2 separate regions of the Cricetulus griseus genome follow, and region 2 is linked to region 1. A link is a contact called in public Hi-C data. All regions are on one chromosome and are shown on one strand. The core of a region is the stretch at or near the end of the contact, and the rest is flanking DNA. Distances in the headings are between cores, read along the strand shown. Region 1 holds the start of Slc6a4 (sodium-dependent serotonin transporter). Region 2 holds the start of LOC100755284 (40S ribosomal protein S27-like).

Region 1 (2,700 bases), core at 90-2,589:
TGTTTGTGTCTAATCTTTGCCAACATTTATATCCACAGTGCACAGTGTGTTCAGGTTTTTCATTCTGTGTACGTGTGTGGGAACTCTGTATGCTAAACAAATGCCCTACCACTTAGATATATGCCTAGCCCCTCACAGTATTTTTGTCTTCACACCTGTCTGTATTGAGAGCTATGATGTAGCTCAGTTGGTAGAATGCTTGCCCAGTGTGCAGAGTCCTGCCTTCAGTCCCCGGTGCAGCATAAACCCAGACACAGTGGTGCACTCATGTGATCTAGCACTGAGACGTGGAAGCAGAAAAGTCAGACAAATTCAAATTCACCCTTACCACATGGTAAGTTCAAGGCCAGCCTCGATTGTTGATCCCGTCGAGAAAGCAAAGAAAAGAAAGGAGAAATATGTGGTTTCCTGAAAACCCTAGAAGGAAGGAGCTGAGCGTTTGCCCTCCTCCCATGGTTGGGCTTTGAAGCTGGCATGGGATCTCTGTCATTGTGAGCAGTGTAAGAGTCCATTTCTAGAAAGGTATGGCATCATCTTAATGAAGCAGAAGCATAGTCTAATTCCCAAACTGCCAAGTGCTGAAAAGAAATGGAGAGTGACTTGGAAGGCCTTCTAAGTTTATAGCAGGCAGAGGGGTTAAAGTCCAAAAGGGCTCAGATTACTACTCCACGTGTAGAAATCTCACCCTCAGTCCAGAAGAGAGCCCAGCTGCTCCCCTGCTCCCCGTCATGGCAGTGAAATAAAGTTGCAGCTGCCAGGATCCAGCCTTCTGCAGGGCACATGGGAACAGGGTCACCAGGCAAGTCTGGGGTCAGCGGCATGCACACTTTTCTCCTTGACTCTCGGGACGAACACACCGGTGTGCTCATGGCTGCAGTGACAACCTTAGCCCCAGAAGTTGCTGGGAAGTGGCAATAGGATGAATGGTGAGGAGCAGTGACAGACATGGCCCACTGGGACCTGCAGAGGACCTGGGAAGGCTGAAAGGTGGAGCGTGGGTGGGCTGGACATAGCTGCAGGCAGCTGGAATCTTCCTGGAGCCAGTCGGGGAAGTTGAGAAAAGACCCAGATATCAGGCAACGCCCAAGGGTGGTATTTTGCTTCTCTTTTCCTCTTTAGACCACCTTGGCAGCATATGTAAGATCTAGCATCAGGTGCTCAGTTTAAAAGGAGAGGACTGTCCCAGCTGGCAGACAGACAGAAGCTGCGGCTGTGCTGCTGTTTCTAGGCATGGCATTCAGGGCAGGGCTCTCTGGCTCTGCAGGGAACCTCTGCTGACATTCCTCTGGGTTACTGATAAACTACAGGGGACACTGGTGTCCCTCTAAATGACGCAAGTGCTGGTTCTTAAGTAGAGCCTATGCAAGCAATCTTGGTGACTTGCTATTTTTGTTTTGTTTCCTTTTCAAATTACTTGATGGTGATTTGACACCCTCCATTTGTGGAAAAGTTTAGTTGATTTTATTGACTCTGAGCAAATGCGCTGGCTTACAGATAAGAGCATTTGTAACCCTGTCACCTAAGATCATTTAAGCTTGTAATTCCTGCACTCGGGAAGCTGGGAAAGGAGGTCTACTGCAAGTTCAAGGCCAACCTGGGCTACAGAGTGAGAGCTTTCTTAAAAAATGAAACGTGAATGATTAATACCCCAAACAAATGAACCCCTACTTTCTCTCTCCTTTCTCTGTATGCTTCTCCAACAGAGCTCTTGGCTTTGTCACCATAACACTGGGAGGAGAATCAAGCCAAGTTTGGGTGCTTGGCAGATGGGCATCGGTATCATTTACTGACCAACAGGATGGAGACCACACCCTTGAATTCTCAGAAAGTGCTGTCAGCGTGCAAGGACAGAGAGGACTGTCAAGAAAATGGTGTTCTACAGAAGGGTGTCCCCACCCCAGGGAACAGGGCAGAGCCTGGCCAAATATCCAATGGGTATTCTTCAGTTCCCAACACGAGTGCAGGAGACGAAGCTACACACTCTATCCCAGCTGCCACCACCACCCTGGTGGCTGAGATTCGCCAAGGGGAACGGGAGACCTGGGGCAAGAAGATGGATTTTCTCCTGTCTGTCATTGGCTATGCTGTAGACCTGGGCAACATCTGGCGTTTCCCCTACATATGCTACCAGAATGGCGGAGGTTAGTACCATGGGCCACCAGCAGAGGCTCCCACCCAGGGGTGGGTTGTTAACCCTCATGGGAGGCCCTAAGACAAAACACATCTTTACTGTCTTGTGTGACCGACATGAGACTGAGAAATGTAAAACCTAGGCTTTCATGCTAGTCAAGTCTCCAGTCAGCCAGAAGCCTAAGGAAGCCTGTGTGTGGCTTTCAGGTTGTGAAGCTGGCCCTGGTTTATAGCATTGTCTGTTTCTCATTTGCTGAAGGACTTTCCTTCTCATCCTGTATTAGTCAGGCTTCTATGAGTGAGTGAAAAGCAAGAGAACACTCACTACACTGTGCTGAAGTTCTACTGGCAGAGCGGGGAGGTGTGACGCCTGTGGGAGGGAATACTGGGAGGTGACTGTAAAGCTCCAGACCCTTCTGGGACTTTGGGCTTGTGTGAGGTCAGAGAATGGCACTAGTTTAGTTCCAGAGTCTTTAAGTTATCAGACTTGAAGTGATCCAGAGTTGAACCCAGCCTCAGTATGATATTCATGCCAACCCCAGAGCATACAGGGCTACGTTTACATCTCTG
Region 2 (2,700 bases), core at 127-2,626, 290 kb after region 1:
TTTACTGCTATCGAGTCAATATATTTATGATTTTACTCAGTTTTTCAAAATGATGATAAATAAATCTCTGGGTTCCCCATCTATGGATCATGTTCAGAACCCAGATCCCTGAAATTTATCATTTGGAGCCCACCTCAAAGCAAGCTCTGGTTTCAACTCACTAGACAGTGCATTACTATTCCCAACTATATTTCTGCTATTCTTTCCTTTTTCTCATGTCTCAATACCAATGTCAGTCTCTCAATCTCTCCCTCCCTCTCTCCTCTCTCTCTCTCTCTCTCTCTCTCTCTCTTTCTCTCTCTCTCCAAAATCTTTACAACTGGGTTCAAAGCCCACCTGCCTTAGGAATAGCATGCTCACAGTGATAGTGCTTCTAAATTCCTATGACTTATCCTTTTTCCACACATTTACACCTAAAAGCCTGGGGTCAGCCTGTTGTGGTGGCATACACATTTAATCCCAGCAGTTGGGAGGCAGAAGCAGGTGGATCTCTAGGAGTTAAGGCTAGCCTGGTCTACATAGAGTTTTCCAGGCCAACCAAGGGCACATAGTGACACTTTGTCTTAAAATTTAAAAAGTTTTTGGATAGGGCTTGTGTGATGGCTCAGCAGATAAAGGTGCTTGCCACACAAGAGTGGTAACATGAATTTGATTCCCCAGAATCCAGGGAAAGATGGCTGGGAGAACTAATGCTACAAAATTGGTTTTTTAACCTTCACACACATACCATGGCATATGCGCAAGCACGTGCATATTCATACATACACATGCACACATAGAGAATAATGATACAAGTAAATTTTAAATTTAACACATTTTAATTAAAATTTTGGATCAACTTCTCAAATATAATAACTATACCTCGTCAGGCAGGTAAACTTTGTGAATATGGTATTGTCTCACATTCTTCTGTGCCCCCTGTAGATTTCAGCAGCTCTTAATAAATAGATTATTTCCTATTTAAAGATCTACAAATGGGCCAAGGGCGTAACTTGGTTGGTAGTGATTATCTGACATGCACTAAGTCAACGGTTTGATCTTCTAGCACCTCTTAAAATCAGGCGTGCTAGCTCACACCTGTAATCTCAGCACTGCGCAGGTGGAGACAGAAGGGTCAGAAGTTAAAGGTCATCCATCCTCTGCTATGTAGTGAGTTTAAGTATGAATAATACGATAGCAATTCATTCCCCACTTGTAAAATCTATCATAGCAAAATGCCTATATCTTAATATTTTAATTTCTTTCTGGCCAGATCCATTAACTGTGTTTGTTTACTCCCTAATTTGAAGACAACTTTAGAAAGTTTGAAAACCTCATGCTGTCCGTTTAGAAATAATTGGTTTTTTTTTAAAAAAAAAAAAAAAAAAGCGCCTCGAGCTCCCTACCAGAACATGACTCTCGAAAAGGATCTCCTTCATCCCTCTCCAGAAGCAGAAAAGAGGAAACACAAGAAAAAGCACCCGGTGCAGAGCCCCAATTCCTCCTTTATGGATGTGAAGTGTCCAGGACGCTATAAAATCATCACGGTCTTTAGCCATGCACAAACGGTAGTCTTGTGTGTTGGCTGCTCCACTGTCCTCTGTCAGCCCACAGGCGGAAAAGCAAGGCTGACAGAAGGATGCTCCTTCAGGAGGAAGCAGCACTAAAAAGCACCTGACTCAAGATGAGTGGGAACCATCCCAATAAACACATTTTGGATTTAAAAAAAAAAAAAAGCAACACCCCTTTGTTACACTTCAATGCTTGTGTCCTCTTCTTTTAAATATCTCAATTTATAATTTTGTTTAATCCTAATCTAATTCTTCAGATCCATAAAAATTAGCATATTTAATACTAAAAGAAAATTCCTTTTTAGTTCCTTTTATAATTTAAATCCTTATGGAGGCATGGTAAATTGAATGACTAGCAGCATTCAAACCAGAACTGAATTCAGCGATTCGAGTGTGGCTAGTAGGCAGAGAACTAGCTACAGGTAAGAGACCCGGAGATAGAGACAGCAGGAACACACAGGCACTGGCCCAGGGGTGAATGGACCCTACTCCTCATACTGGGTCACGTGGGGAGGTGCTTAGTCTTGCTGCAACTTGATCTGTCATGTTTTATTGATACTCAGGCGGGGCCTGTGCTTTCCTAAACAGAAATGAGGAGTATAGATTGGAAGTGGGAACACAGGGAGAATGGGGAGGGAGGGAGTGGGAGGAGAGGAGGGAAAGGAAACTGCAGCTGAGATGTAAAATAAATAAATTCATTAATAAAAAATCAAAGTTAGAGAACAGATAGGGATTTAGCTCAATGATAGAGCATGTGCTTAGCATGTGTGAGGCCCTAGGCTAAATCTCCCACACTAAAACCAAAATAAACAGAGTTTAGACAGCAGAAGAAAATGTGACTTGGTGCAGGAAAAGATATTCAAAATATTTAATTTATATGGCACAGTCAGCTATTTTGACTAAGCAGGAACCGGATCTGGAAGTCCCCTGCAGTGCCAGACATTAACCTGCCTGTTTGAGTTTGAACATTCAGAGGAGCCACGATTCATTGCACACAAATATTTCAGCATTTTAACAATTAGTTCATCTGTACCAGTGTGTCCTGGCTGAAAAACAAATCATATAACCATGTTGAGAGCTTGGGCTACAATACAGAAAATGAACAGAGTGTGGAGTGTTCAAGGAATGGAGTCTAGAATTTTACTTGAGT

The links. Hi-C and Micro-C count contacts between places; a contact is called where the count stands out from the background.
Region 2: a contact with region 1 is called in a Hi-C map of the CHK-Q cell line, with 4 times the contacts expected there. The contact joins the promoter of LOC100755284 here to the promoter of Slc6a4 in region 1. A contact is called at or near these places in 3 of 8 Hi-C or Micro-C datasets (the CHK-Q cell line, the CHO-K1 cell line and fibroblasts).

Annotation. Positions count from the first base shown.
Region 1 is chr7:90,417,246-90,419,945 of CriGri-PICRH-1.0, forward strand. It overlaps Slc6a4 (sodium-dependent serotonin transporter), which reads left to right and starts at 1,340. Exons shown (of 13, transcript XM_035448185.1): 1 at 1,340-2,141. The coding sequence starts at 1,799.
Region 2 is chr7:90,704,551-90,707,250 of CriGri-PICRH-1.0, forward strand. LOC100755284 (40S ribosomal protein S27-like) reads left to right here and starts at 1,377. Exons shown (of 1, transcript XM_027426683.2): 1 at 1,377-1,722. The coding sequence starts at 1,392. The coding sequence ends at 1,646. All of the region lies in intron 2 of Ssh2 (protein phosphatase Slingshot homolog 2), which reads left to right.